2 separate regions of the Anser cygnoides genome follow, and region 2 is linked to region 1. The links are chromatin contacts, called in public Hi-C maps. All regions are on one chromosome and are shown on one strand. Each heading gives the region's core, a stretch centred on a gene start, on an enhancer-like site or on the middle of the called end of the contact. The rest is flanking DNA. Distances are from core to core; before and after follow the strand shown. Region 1 overlaps ST6GALNAC3 (ST6 N-acetylgalactosaminide alpha-2,6-sialyltransferase 3). Region 2 overlaps ST6GALNAC3 (ST6 N-acetylgalactosaminide alpha-2,6-sialyltransferase 3).

What was found. Hi-C and Micro-C count contacts between places; a contact is called where the count stands out from the background.
Region 2: a contact with region 1 is called in a Hi-C map of liver, with 6 times the contacts expected there. The contact joins two enhancer-like sites. A contact is called at or near these places in 3 of 7 Hi-C or Micro-C datasets (granulosa cells and liver).

Annotation. Positions count from the first base shown.
Region 1 is chr8:21,903,041-21,910,768 of Taihu_goose_T2T_genome, forward strand. All of the region lies in intron 2 of ST6GALNAC3 (ST6 N-acetylgalactosaminide alpha-2,6-sialyltransferase 3), which reads right to left. Among named protein-coding and RNA genes, the nearest start is that of ST6GALNAC5, 110 kb to the left of the region's middle. Within about 2 kb of position 3,576, at least 1 of the 3 cell types and tissues checked has open chromatin away from gene starts, as enhancers often do. A contact at or near this core is called in liver, where this site is marked.
Region 2 is chr8:21,975,801-21,983,528 of Taihu_goose_T2T_genome, forward strand. All of the region lies in intron 1 of ST6GALNAC3 (ST6 N-acetylgalactosaminide alpha-2,6-sialyltransferase 3), which reads right to left. Among named protein-coding and RNA genes, the nearest start is that of ST6GALNAC3, 59 kb to the right of the region's middle. Within about 2 kb of position 3,916, at least 1 of the 3 cell types and tissues checked has open chromatin away from gene starts, as enhancers often do. A contact at or near this core is called in liver, where this site is marked.

The DNA.
Region 1 (7,728 bases), core at 2,326-4,825:
GAGCAAAGGGTGTGCCTTCAGGAACACACACTACCAACGGTGGCTCTCTGTTCGGCACCCTGCAATCCAAACACCCCCTCGTTCAGCCATTGCTCTGACAGGTTGGGAAGGGGGACCCAGCCTCTGACGACAGACATCCAGGCATCTCTCCTCACAGAGGAGCACAGGGAACAAAGCCTGTGCTCAACCGCTGAACATACTCCTTATCAGCTGAGGGCATTTTTCAGAAAAACAGCATCCTACTTCATGTAGCCCACTTACTATACGCGCGTGCAATCCCATCTTACCCAATGGGCAGGGCACAGGAGAGCAGCATCACTGAAGCATTGAAACAATTTATTTGCATGCATAAGACAGAAGTCTGGATAAACCTTTTTACTTTCCTGTCCATCCTTCTCTTATTCCAGTCTCTCCATTTTTCCATTTTCATGGTTATCACTCTTCACTGGTATTCTGAAAAGTTCCAAATCGTACAAGCAGATGATGCCAATTAGAAAGCTGCACTTCAGAACCAAAATCGTCTGGTTCCAGATAATATTTTTGCAACAGGAGAAACGGATGAAATAAAATTATCTTCTAAAATAAGGGCCATAGCTAAAGACTACTCAGACTCCAGGGAGAAGAGCGTTAGGAACACAATTCTCATTAAAAAGATGTTTCAACCATACCATCATCAATAAGCCGTGAAGAATAAATGTAGGAGCAGAAGTAGAAATAATGGAACAGTTTAAGGATAGAGACTGGAAATGATTATGCACTAAAAACATCACTAACTTAAAAATAATTAAGCAAAGAAAACAAATTCATCACCACCGATGTAAGGCCTTCAGAGCTCTGACAGCCTGAAGTTTTCTGCTCTGCAGCGTGCCACGCGAGGCTCACTGCAAAGCCCTGCTTATCCAACTAACTGCACTGCTCAGTAGTTCTACCTAATTAACAGCATGGCAATGAACGAGGCTATAGGGAGCATCTATATGTAAATACACCAAAAATATGCTAGAGAACATTAAATGCGTAAAATCAAGCATTGAAAATTTAGGCAAGTGTCAGAATTAAGGTTGCTGTGCAGCCCTAATTGGGCAACCTTGTGTGCACACGTTATGATACTGCCTTTAATTACCCAACCACCTACTATTTTTTCCACTGGACCCCTGCCTGCAGTGACTGGCATAACGAGCTGCTACTCAATGCCTTTGTTTTCCTGTTATTATTCAATGTGTCCCCATGCCTCATTTATTGAGCACTATTCACACCCTGCTCTGAGACTTATTAATTTCTGCCTGGGCTGGTGTACAGCACTTTAATTCTAGTAGCTCCTCACTCCTCAACTACCTTTCTAAGGAGAGACAGGAGAAGATTGTATTAACCCTCTTCAGCAGAAGGGTTCTGACAAATTAAGGTGAAAGTTGTAAATTAAATCTAGAAGTGCACATTCACTGACAGACAGAATCCGAGGCAATTAAAATTCTTTGCTAATTTGTATATTCAAATAATTTCCGTTGACTTGAGCTATCTCTGTGAAAGATCAGTGCTTCATAAATCAGACCCAAGGGTCTCAAACTAAGCATTCAGAAAGTAAACAACACACAATTAGTAAAAGGCATGGCTTGATTAGTTTGGAATCATACAGAAATTCTGGAACAGAGACTGTCAGCATTAATGCTGAACTCTTGCAGCCTCGCCTTCCATTCCCGTAACGTCCTGTCTCCTTCACACATTGCCTTTATTCAGCAAATTAAGCAGCAGTCCTAGAAACTTTCTTTATACATTTCCAGCTGACACCAGAAACAGTGAAATCCGGACAGTGAATGAGGCTGAAGTTGTTCCACCATGCACAGCCATGAATACATCACAGAAGTCTGAATCAGAAGTGGACAGGTGATTTTAGTTATGGCATGTCCCAATTCCTGAATCTTGACTTTGAAGCCCTATTAGCATTATGTCAGCTTCAAAGATACATAATCATACCAAAAAAGAAGGAAGTCTGCTCACAGCACGAGAATGACACCTCTGTTGCCCATGGCAGGGCCACAACCTTCCTGTCCGCTACACAGATTTCAGGCATTTTCAGCATTTTCAGGAATATGGCAGTAGCAGAATACCACCCTCAGCTTTAGTAGGCATGCTATTTTTCTTCTTTCATTATAACCTCAAGATTGGTTTTAGGAAAAATATTTTTCCAACTAGCTCTAGTAAAAATAATGTATTTTCCCCAATCAACAAACATGTCATTAAAAAATAAAATATTCATATTAAGGAAGCATCCAAATTTTTGAGCCTAACATGCACCTATCTTCCAAAATTCAGTATATGCTGAATAAATAAGTACCTAATAAATACCTACTGAATAAATAAGTACTTAATAAATACCTAAATAAGACGTATTTAATAAGACTATGTTCTAAATTGCTATTTGGGCCTTTCACTCACCAGGCCTCCTTTAGAGAACACAAGTTGTTTGCTGGACATACAAGCCCCACGGGCACCATGAAATAAAGGTCTAGAGGTCAGAACGGTGGCCTCGGACTCAGGAAGTCCAAATTTTGGCCTGGCCTGCTGCCGATTTCCTTTGTGGTCTCAGGTAAACAGCAACCTCAAGGTCTCGTTTTCCCAGGCTGCAAAATGGGATCGATTCTTAACCTCAGAAAGAACTGCATGCACTTGTTACACTACTGCTATTGGAAAAGAGCCTCAGAGGTCTCCCCAAGTAAAACAGCGTGAGAAGGCAAAGTATTAGCGTGGTCCATTTCGTTAGAGAAATGTCATTCCCCGTTTGCTCCCCGTACATGGAGAGGAGCGGAGCTGCACTGCCAACCTTCCCGGCATCGCCCTGCGGGGAGCGAGCGCAGAGCGGCTCCTCAGCTCCCAGCATCCATGGAGGGAGAACCTGCGGCACCAACACGTGAAACTTAAAATGAACTAAGCTGCATTTTGCAAAGTCCTTCTAATTTAATGTGGGTTTAGCTACCAGTCAACTCTAGACATAATAAATCCAAACGCAGGGATCCTACAGGGGAATGATGGAGAAAGATTTTCTCACGTGCTCTGTTCCCATGCCCTGAAGGTGCTGGGATATTAGAAAAGGTAATTTAAGACAGTAAAATTTAAAAATCTGTGTAAATATACTCAAAAGTATAAAGAGGTCATCTCACTGCTAGTAAAACATAGCTAGCAAAGTGACAGAAGTTTTTCTTATTGATTATATTTCTTTTATATGAACACTACAGGAACTGCAGGGAAAAAATTTAAAATCAGACAAAATCGTTTCTGAAGACAGGTTGTTCTCCCATTAGCTCTGCAGAACATATTAATCCTGAAAGAGTGATATTTCCTTTCAGTTTTGCATAGCAGTGTGTACAAATAAAAATGTTAACTGCCAGGACATAATTTTCAGTATGCTTGTCTTACTTCAGATGTGTGTTTTCTGCTTGGAGCACAGCTGTTCATATATCCCAACACGAGCTTCACTGCCGTAAATATCTTTTCTATTGAGGGCTACATTCCCAAAGTGCTGCACAGGGGCCACACGTAGTGCTAATGTGAGCTGTGTGCATGCAAATCCATGCACGGCACTTAGAAAATGCAGACCATGGACCTTGACCCCAGAACTTCGCCACCGAACCAGAATTGCTCTATTTAATGCTGTGACTGTGACATAAATCAGGTTTTTCAAAAGGCTTTTATTCAGCTAAAAGAACTCATTCTGTGAGAAAATCCAAATAGATCATGCTGCAGAGCCACGTTAATGAAGCAAAATTACTCCAAGCAACCTGGAAAACAAAATAATTTAGAAACTGAAGGTAAGATTGGCTGAGGTTTATTGCCACTTTTTTTTTTTTTTTTTTTCCAGCAGTAGAAGTCAGTGTGTGTGTTTAGCTCAATTTCTTTACTTCTGGATATCAAAACAAAGTCCTTTGCCTGTCAGCATAACACAGCTGGCAGCACCATTGCCTCTGTGCTAGAAGGTCAGAGATGCGCAGCTCTGACTGAGACATGGGCTCACATCCAATGCTGATGCTGCAGCAGCGCTTTTGGGGGACAGCGTTGCACAGTTAGAGCTGTCTGCCTTCAGATGAGCCATTAAATCAAGGTCATTTCTGCCCATCAGTGGGGACCACCTGGGTGAAAGGTAACAATCCCATGGTAATTTTCACCACAGTAGGACATAAGCACAATGGTCTTCACAATATTTGCTCCTAACAAATAGCTTCTGCTATCAGGTTCTTTGGAAGCAATTGTTAAGCAAAATAATAGAAATCCACGGGGCTTTCCAAACAATGGAGATGATATTGCCCTCCTTGCTTTGCAAAGCTTCCCGTGTTTAGGAGGCAGGGTAGCATACTTCTAGGCACAATGAGAGGAATCAGTACAAATGTAGAGTAATACATTTTGTGTAAATGCAGAATATACTGTAAGTATTTAGAAACATGGATTTGTGAATTTCAAGTTTCCTAAAGGGAAATTTGCAGCAATAATTATCAAATTAAGTTAGAATCATTCATCCAGTCTGCCGCTTCAGGGAGAAGCAAAAATGCAAGAAACATAAGAGTATGGGAAATTAAAGAAAAGCTATTTCTACACCATTTTCTTCTGAGCCCAGCAGACAAATTCAGTCTATGGCTGGTGTCAAAGGTGGCAGTTGGTGGCCATCTACTCCCTCTGTGCCCCAGCACTGCAACCGCAGGGAGAGAATCTGATGAACCGACACAAGCATTTTTTCAGCTTTCATAGGATAAATCTATATTGTAAGATCAAGAGCAGAAAGAAAGAATGGTTCAGCTAATGATGGATGTCAGGCTGTCTTTCTGAAAGTGGTGAGATATCACATAATATCTTCAGTAAGAGCTAGAACAATACAGGATGGCATGAAAGGACGGTGCACTGCACACCGGGAACACGGGCAGTCACAGAAACCCTCCCTTCGGAGCAAGGATTCCAACCATTCTTCATGGGCTATGACCAAGCTAGAGGATTTCTGCTCTTGTTTTTTATTCAGACACTGTCAGAACCGAAGATGAGGGACAATCGCAAGCCAAGAAACTTCTGGGTACAAAAAGAGATTTGATTAAAATAATTAATAGAAATCTGAATTGCTTTGTAGGCAAGAAATAATGCAGCATGATTTTCTTCCCAAAGAAGCTCTCAAAAGGAAATTGAGAGGAGTTGCATCTTTTCAGGTATTGATAAAATACGGCTCTTCTTTGTGTTAATTTGAGTAATCCTAGGCAGGTTGCAAGGAAAGAAATATGCTGCTTTATTCATTCGTGTGACAAGTAAAATAAGAATGGAAGAAAATCAGCTGAAAGGCAAACTGGACTAAAGTTATCTTTCACCACAACTGAAAATAAGAAGCCAAACCTAATATATACACAGTTGAGAGTGAAATAAAATTAGGCATACAAATAAAAACACCACTTCTGTAAAAATAAAAAAATATGCATATACTTAATATCCAGCATGGGAAAAATTCCAGTGAAGTTACAATTAGATTTTGAGAGCAATTTCAGTAGCAACCTATTTCACTCCTATAACTCTATAATGATTTCATCAGTAACAAATTCTCTAGGTAGTATCACAGTGGAAAATTTAAGGATGGTGCCATTAAATAGCATCTGTAATTGTTACAATCAACTGCATATTACAAAAAAGGGTGCATTTGTGGATTGGACTTCCACCAATTTGCCAGATTAACGTTTTGCTGAAAGTACCTCTCAGAGCCTTCAAGAACCTATTACCTATAGACCAAAGCTCATGTCAAGCTCATTTTCTGCTGCAAATGAAACCAGGCATCCTTTCATAGTAGGATTTATATTACAACCACAAATATCACTGACTCCCATAAACAGTTTAGTTACAATGGTGCAAAATATGGATTTTTAAAATATCGCTGAGTGCAGGGTTGAGTATAACAGCTGTTGATATATGGATGTTTCCTGAACTCGTTTGAGTCACCTCTGCTTTTAAACTATTGCAGGAAGCTGTGAGCAGTGCTTTGCAAAGGGCAACAGAATTTGGGTATGAATCAGACAAAATACCAAATCTAGTGAACAGGAAGAGAGCCATACAGACACACGCGTGTTCCACAAGGCATGAGAACCTGGGGCTTCATTTCCAGTGATACTGGGAGCAGAACACACAAGCAATCAAGAACACATTGCCCTTCCCACATCCTCTAAGTCATTAAATAATAGTTCTACCTCTGTGCAGAACACATTGTTGGGGTTTTAATTATTTTTTAAGATTTTCCCATCTCAAATACATAGAAAGTAGTAGAAATCCAGGACATTCTTACATAGACAAATACCTCATTGCATCCAGAAATAACTAAGGGTTATGTACCGAGACACTCATATTGGAAAGAAACAAAAACGCTGCATTCCTAAATCCTCTAGTAATTTAAACATTTAAAGAGATTTTAAGAAGTATTACACTATATCATCTACTCAGTCACATCTAATGTAGAAATGCCTGTTAGTGATATGTGGTTGCTAAAATTATATTTATGTTTATAAAGATGTTGCCAGACGAACTAGATTTTTCAAAGAAAGAAGACATTTAGTGAGTGAAGGGGAATTACTAGATGCACTTTCAGATTTAGTAAAGATTGATAAAAAAGACTGATTTTCAGGAATCCAGAATACAACTTCCTAGATAATTGCATAAGTAATCCAAAAGTACAAGAACTATAAATATACATAGAAATCAAGTGTTTATGAACATAAAATGAACAGCTAATTTCTTAGCATATCTTGCACACTTCATTATGAAAACTGTTCCTCAAATGAACAAAAACATTTAAACTGCAAGAATGCTAATGAAAACTGAAGGGAAAAATGGCCCAAAATCTTATTTTCAACAACAACTCAAACTGCTCATCTGGACTGAAACAAACAAACAAACAAAAAACACTTTGCCTTTAAGTTCTAAACCCTTTTTAATTGGCCTCATACAACACAAATCTTTGCGATCTTCTTGTTAAATCTGCCTTATCTTTACAAATGTTCTTCGGTAGAAAATAAACAGCATTTACAGAGAGTGGAAAAGCATGAGGGAAGTACCCAGCTGGGCATCATCCTGGGAAACTGTGAAGTAATTCATCTCATGCATAAGATATCCAAGATGTTTTAGGAAAAATAAATCCCGGGTAATTTGGTATCTAGAAGCAGAGGTAATGATATGTCGTCTGCTCCCTCATTACAGCTGAATCCCATGCAGAGTTCTGGGAAGCTGAGATAGCTGAGATGTGAGAAGCAGGTAGACCGCTGCTATGCATGAATTAGGAAAAATAAGGAAGAGATTTGCTTGATAACACGGTGATAAAGGTGAATCTGGAAGCATCTGTTTACACTGGAAGAAAGAAGAGAATGAGAAGTGGAAACATTTATTTTTAAGGAAGCAGGAAAGAAAGAGGTATAAACAGCTGTAGTATTTTCCATATCTCAGTCTGTGAGGACAAACTGAAGTGGTGAACTGTTAGTCCAGCGCGGGATCTTCCAAGGGATGTGGGCAAAGGCCCAAAAATGGTAAATATGAAAGCAAACAGGTTACAACCTGAGTTAATGTAGAATACAGCTCAATCACGTACTAGCAGGGAGATGTGCAGCCAATTATTTTTCGTCAGCTCTAGATTTTAGTTTTTGTGTATGTTGCTATTTAGCACACTGAAAGTAGCAGAAAAATATATGCATTATTCATGCTATTCATGGTAGACATGCACTGCAGTTTCAG
Region 2 (7,728 bases), core at 2,666-5,165, 73 kb after region 1:
ATCCCTTTAATATTATGTTAGAGGATCTCTCCTTCAGAATTGCTTCTGCAGTACTTGAAGAAAGAAAAGACCATCTTCAGAAGCAATAGGGACACTTTCATATGAGTAAGAAATGTTTTTCTATTTGAAAAATTTAAATATCTTTCTCAGACTCTTTGCTTAGTAATTTAAGCTCTCCTGGCAGACATTTGTGGGTAAGTTGCTGGAAGAGTTGTTCTGCTTCCACCTGTTACAGCCAGGTGGAAAACACTAATTCTTCAAAGATATCTCGGTCTGGAGAAAACACTGGCAAAACATTCAGTTTGTCCTTGGAATCATGATAAGGATTGGACATAGGGGGCTACTTGGGAGAAAACAATGCTAATTTCAGTTCCCCAAACAGAGTCAGACTTAAAGTGTTAAGCCCTCCATGCATAACAGGACACACAGATGGCTAAGGCAAAGCAGACCCATCCTTCTGGCCACTGATCCAGTCTGACCTCTGCGTGATACACAACCAGATTGCACCCAAACAAGCTACATCAAGCTGAAAGACTCAAGGTACACAGTTTCATTTAGTAGTGAAATACTTGGTCTGCTGTAACTAGAGAGAAGAAGCCGCCAAAGCACCTGTGGCACACACCACCTTTGCAATGGCCAGGAACTAAGGAGCGGAGGAAAGCCCAAGTAGTTCCACACCACACCTGCAGCACAAGGTTGAAACGCTCCCAGAGCCCCTGCCAGGCTAAGCCAGAGGAGAAACCTGAATGATCACAGGCCTGCAAGCAAATCTGTGCCGAGACACACAAGGGAATTCTCTGTACCAGCTTCCTGGTGATTACACTGACCTGACCTACTTCTTATCCAGAAGCCAGTTACATCCTGGGTTTGATGCTCACAAGGAAGCCTGCTCTCACCAAAGTTAAAATATGCATGGGGAAAGGGCAGAGTGCAGAAGAGGAATTCATTCCTGGCAGGCAATTAGTGGAAACCCTGATGCAAGAAATATAACGTCATTGTCATATTAACACAGAGCTCCATGTAACAAAAACTACTCCTATTTTCTTTCAAGCTTTCCCTGAAGGAAAGAAACAGCCCGAGGAGCCTTTAATTCCACGCAGCCGGTACCTACGCTCTAAAGAGCATCTCCCAAAACTGGAGCAAAGCATGTATTTCAAGAGAAGTAGCCCCTTTCTCCTTAAACACTCATGGTGATGTAAGCCCACTCTCTCCCTAGGGCACTGGTCCTACGCTGCATCCCTCGAGCACAGTGAAAACTAACAAGAGTCACTAATGACATATTTGCTACAAAGTGTAGGCCTGTTCCTGATGGTATTACTAGACTTATTAGCAGTATTTGTTACTGTTCAGTAGGTCCTGCTGCACTGCTGACTAGCAGCAATCAGTTACATGCGGCTGCTTCTGTTCAGACTTGGCTGCAGTCTTGCTTTCAGTTGGTGAAAGTGAATTCTTTCTCTCCCTTTGCTGCGTTTATGCATGTAGCTCAATTCTCCCCACATTGATTTCAAGACCTCAGGGCAGGACATATTTCTTTTATGACTTTTAATTGTTCTACATGAATTCATATGCATACTTGTAAAGTGCATCTGAGATGAATATACAAACACATTATCTAGTAAGCTACATGAGTGTGAGCAAACTACAAGCAAGCTGAATGAAAGATGGCAGCTCTGACAAGTATCAGAGACAGGACAATTTTCCCAAACTTATGTCTCATTTAGTTTTCCATTTCTGCTTTCCTACTTTTATTCTGCCACTGAATTGCCTCACTTCAGCTCCCCCTCTCAAGTCCTCTTGGCTCTTTCTCCCCCTCTCTCAGACTCAACCAAGAGGCGATCTCCCCAGCTCGTGCAGTGGGCTCGCAGCCTGACATTGCTTTCACATTGCTACTGCAGCAGTTAGCACTCAATCTCCACGAGGACGAACAGTGCCAAGAACACCAATGCAAAGCAAATAAAATGAGAAAGTGGGATGGGGTGGGAAAAAAAGGGAAGACTGGGATGATATAACAGCCCCTGTTTTTATGTGCAACATACGGCAGCTAAACTCAGCTCTGTGATGTAAAACAGGAGTGACATCTGCACTTTCAGAACGTGTGGCCTAATCCCTGCTGGAATCCCTAGTGCTTAATCCATCAACTACCACACACAGATTTAGTATGTGCTGCCAGGTAGTAATTTGCAACACTTCCAGGCACAAAAATCATCAGGATTGGACAATACAGCTAAGAACATGGGGAGATTTTTGTGTTTGTTCTTACCCCTCTTCTCAGAGACGTCCTTCCTCCCTTGTTTTAATTCATAAAAAATCAACCCTACCAACTAAAAACTTAATCTCACCCTGAGTATTTTGCCAATGTGACCACAGAAATATCGCTGAACCTAACACAAATTTGAGGCCATGTGGGTCTAAACTTCTCATTAGCAACAAAACCAAAAAGAACCTCACACAGTGGAAGACTAGAACCAGATCTCCTTTACTGCAAGTGGCAGAGGAGTTTCACAGGGAAATTTCTAGGAAGGTTTTTCAGTTCTGGATCATGCCATCTTCTGCAGTTCAGAACAGCCCTGAAGTCTTACCCCCTGGGTCCCTCCTATTACTTTAGATGTAGATCATGAGCAGTTATAACAAGGGAGTGCTTCTCAGCCATAGTAAAACAGACTGTGTCATGCCCCAAGCATTTGGAAAGCAAAGGTTGTTTCCCTTTCCTTCCTACTGTTCTTTCCTTTTAGAAAGTGCAGGAGTAAGTAAAATAAATTGCTGTACAAAGGAAGAGGCAAGGAAAGATTATTCCCTTTGGGAAGGACAGCAAACAGTTAATCTGAAACAAATGTAAATAATTACCTCCAGTCTTCAGTTCCAACAAGTAAGATCTAAATTGCATGCAGTTCAACGGGTTTCTTTGCTTTACTTTTACAAGTTCCATACAAACATTATGCCAGAGGCCCACTTGAAGCATCAATACATTGCAAATGTGATGCACTAACCACAGCTCAGTGGAGCCCATTCGCAAGAGCCCAAACTGAAGTGAGGAGCACTTTGATAAAAAACTTCTGATGATTAAGAGATGGAGAAATAAAATTCCAGGTCCATCACCATACTTGGACCTCCTAATTCACAGGATAACTTTCCTTAATATTGTCCTGGACTATTCACAGTATATTTTGAATATGCTACGTGGGCTACACCACATTGGCATTTCAAGAAAAATGTTTTGAACTTTCATAAAAGTAACTCATAAAAGTAACCTCATTTTATGGCTGCATCCCTCATCAGACAATTTGGCACTGACTGCCACTGGTCATCAAATTTCTTCCCTTTTCAGTCACATTTTAAAGGCAGAAGCTACAAAGAATAATATCCCAGAATATGTCAGCTCATTCATTGACCAAGACAGTCTCATATATTTTATTCGACTAAAGTCAAACCTCTTCTGTGCCTCTCATTTCCAAAGGTACAAACAGACAACAAGCATTTTCCATCCAATTCTTGGCAGAGCTGCTTTAAACACGACAAAGTCATTCTGTTTGCCAACTCATCTACCAAGTAGTTTCTTTCGAAATGGAATGACCCTCACTGCAGTAAATTTTTAGGTGTAAATGCAGTCAGACTGCCCATAGTTGCCAAACTAAGAGCTATATGTTTATGAATAGTTCTGTTCAAGTAAGCAGAGAATGCAAGACTAGATGTTTATTTTATTTTTATTGATGATAATGTTTCTGTCCGATGGAAGGCTAAAAGCTTAAATAAAAAGCCTCCTTGAAGTGAAGGTCAGCACAATCAGATACTTAAAACTCAAGGTTTACCTCACTGTATGAAGGTTAGTAAAAGAAACCATCAGAGACTACTTAGCACGATGTTACTAATGCAGAAAAGCTTGCATAGCACCGCAGCAACAGATTTTTGCATAGGCTTGCTGCAACATTTAGAGTGCCAACACAACACCAATTTAACTGTTCTAACTGTTCACCATCCAAACAGTTATCAACAGCAATCCTGAGCAGGATGGCTTGGTATGTGAGTTAACAGTATATCCAGGCAAATGGACTTCTATTATGACTGCAGAAACAAAAGACAGTGGTGTAATTTTGGTACCTACTGAGGAAGTATTTCCATGCACTAGACCAGTATTTGAAAATTAATACATCTTAAATGTTATAAAATACAAAAACGCCTGCTTAAGAACTCAGTAAACACTATATTGAAAGGATTCCTTCAAACACCCTATCCTTTCAAATCAAATTACAAAGTGATGTCTTTAATTCTGTACTGAAAATATTCCAAAATCATTGTCAACTGCATGCAAGCCAAATATTGACAGACTCAGGTTACTGTTGTACATAACCAGTGGACTTTTGCCTGGAATCGAAAAGATAAATAACAGTGCTGTGCTTCCAGATGTCCCAGGACTTAGTTACAAATTAAATAATACATCACCTTCTTCAAGGAGAGATCATGTTGCTAGAACTCCATGAAATGTTTGATCTAGCTGCAGACTAACTGCAGACAGACATCTCCACAGTGTTATTGTTATTGACAAAACTTCCACAACAGGGACACAACCTAATAAACCAGAAGGATCAATTATTTCTGTGTTACATTCTTTACCACCTCTGTTCTCCAAGCCCTTTAAGTAATTTCTTTAGGAATAATTCAAAGCAATGGCAAAGAGTCCTTGGAAAAGTATGCTTAACTTTATCAGACTTCTGGAGACTTGTAAGCTAAGCTCTGATATTTATCAGCATATTCTACAGTCTATATAGCACTGGCTTATATTAAGTATTTTAATATAAGTAATACTTATATTAAGTATTTTCTCGGCAATTCTACAAAAACTATCCTCTTTTGATGATGTGGGATCACTTCAGTATCTGAGGAGAATATCATCCCCATCTCCCCCACGTCCTCCCCAGCTTACATCCTCAGAAGGTGGCTCCAGCCCATGCATCGAGGGAGAGGAGCAGCGGGTCCCGGACTCAACTGCTTCAAACAGCCACTGCGTCTGCATCTGTATGCCGGCGCCATATTACATTGAGAGCTCCTTCAAAAGCAAAACACTGATAAAATACCAGCAGTACGTCATTGGATATCTGTCGTCATAAAGTTTTCTGATCCCATTTATATAAAACTGACTAAATGCTGAAACTTTGCACAAGCATGCTCTGCTCTCCTCCATTAGTTACTCCAAACACTTCATCAGCAACGTGAAGGTATCCAAAAAAATTTCCTTTACAAATCTTTTCTTGCACAGCAGCCAATACAGATCACAATTCTTGTAACCATCATCTTTTATCAGTGCACTAATTTTATGCCTTCTTTTTTTAAAAAAAAATAAAACATGGAAGCTCTCTAGACACTGCTTTCACTGGCTCTCACAAAAGAGTATCGTACACAAAATTTGCTAGTGTATTGGTAGTTGGTCTGAAATTAATGTGATGTTTGTCATTGTACCTATTGACACAGAGCTGCTAGGAGAGCGCAACCTCCCACATTTCAGATCCAGCTGCTGAACATCCACCTGGCACGTCCAGCAAGGTAGCACAGCTGGAACGACTGCCACCTGGGAGCAGGCTGAACAACACGTGCAGAACGGACTTGTGCAGATACCCTTCTGGATGGTGGGAAACTGCAACAACATTTCTGGTCCTTGTTTACCTCAGAGGGAGAATCACGTACCAACACCCGTTAATTAAAACCCTGCCTGATCCTTTATTCAACAAAGGCATCAAGTTTGCTTTTCCTTAACCCATATGCCAAAGTGGGTGTTTAGCGATGGAAGTGTTAGGTGTTTAACACTCCTCAGAGTTACAGGCTTAGATCCTATCAGCAATCTAGCAAATATGCTGAACTTCTTTAAATGTACTACACGAAAACTTTCAGTAGAATGAAAAAAAAAAAAGGTGGATGCTAAGAAGGCACAGTACTAGAAGGTAGCAAATCATGTTTGCCAAATTTTAGCCAGCTTAGACCAACATTCTACTCATGTTGATACAGAAATTAAATAATCGATCCTCCTCCTGAAAAAGGCCAAGAATTATATTGTGCCATTAAAAGGGAGGGGAAAAAAAAAAAAAAGGCCAGCTTAATTCTTACAGCGAACATAAAGAAAGAGTAATTACAGAACTACTGGATGGAAAACAATCACAGTATTTTAGTTAAAGAAGCTGAAACTAAGTTGTATAATGTACTCATCTGTTGTTTGTCATAATGAAGGCAGTAATTTGTTCCAATACCATTTAAGTATCTTAAATCATTTGGAATGCATGGTAAACTTCACGACAGCATTGCAAACATTTAAAAAGCTATAATTTTGTTGGGAATCCAAGTTCGGGATTAGGATGGCAACAACAGAGTGCAATTAAAGGGAGACACTTCACTAGCAAGATTTCCACGAGGGGTTCAGGGGCGGGGAGGGAATGCTGTTCCCTTGGAAACTAGTCCACATGTTTAGTTGCAATGCTTAATATGGATTAGATGGCACAGTTACTATGAAGCAAATATAATAATTATTCTTTAAACTGAACAAATCTAGAATACAAAAATTTCCACTCTGAGAAACATAGAAGGATACGCAATCAAAAGATGAAAGCAAACAGCAGAAGTGCACAACCAGAGCACAAGAGAACAGCCACCAGCACCCACGCTGTAAAAACAACAGGGAGAACAAATTCCACGTGTGTCCTCCTTTGTGAGGAGTGACCGTCACAAGCAGAGTTCAATCTTCTGTTTCTTTGTTCTCCCTACAGTCGTTACTGGAAAGATGCTTTTCACATAGCATAGGTCTTAGAAACAGGCTGCACTTCAGGAGAGCAAAATTCATTTAAAGGCATTTCTGTTAATATATATGTATCTTTTACAGGGTCCACACACAAGATAGTTACCAAGAAGCAAATTTTCATAACAAAAAAAAAGGAATTAAGAAAATACTATCCAATCATCTTTGCTATTAGTTGAGCTAATACTTTACCTGTATCCTGGAAGACCAAGAATGCCCTCTGCACTTGAACAAGCAGCTCAGTAGTGGGTCACAGCCTTCAAGGGGCTTTTAAACATAGAATTTCCTGACTGAATGGCCATAAGACCTTCTATAGGATAGAGCTATAGTGGGCATATGTTTTAACTGGAAATATTTTAACCCCCCAGAACCATCTAGAACGCACTTATGAACACCCTTGATTTTGTGATCACAAAAGTACTAAGAGGGAAAAAAATGTCAGCAAAAGCACTGCAGCAGTAAGTTGCCCTACAGACATCTATGCACACAATTAAGTCTTTGAATACTCGCTCAGACAGTCTCCACACACCGCTCTAGTGGAAGTCAGTTACAACTAAGGGCTAAAGGCAAAAAAAAAATCTGACTTTGTGCTGAAGTCAACCTTTAAAAGAGAGAAAAGTAGTGCAGAGTTTTCATCATTTCCCTTGCACTGCTGAATTACGGGAACCAACAGAAAGATTAGGAGTAAGAGAATATTTAAATCAGTGGGTTTTTTTAAGCACTTGAAACTACCGTACATCTGTGAAAAAATATGATAGAAAGAGAAACCTGTTTAGGTTTTAAGTCATTGACAGATCAAAGTTGGCCCTAGTCTGAAAGTTTATTTAAATCAGTTCTTGATAGAATAAATTAAATTTTCAGATACAGGATGCAAAAATCCAATAGAAAATTGATCTCCAAAAACACATCTGTTACATGAAATGTTCCCTGACTACCAGGCACCTAAATAAATG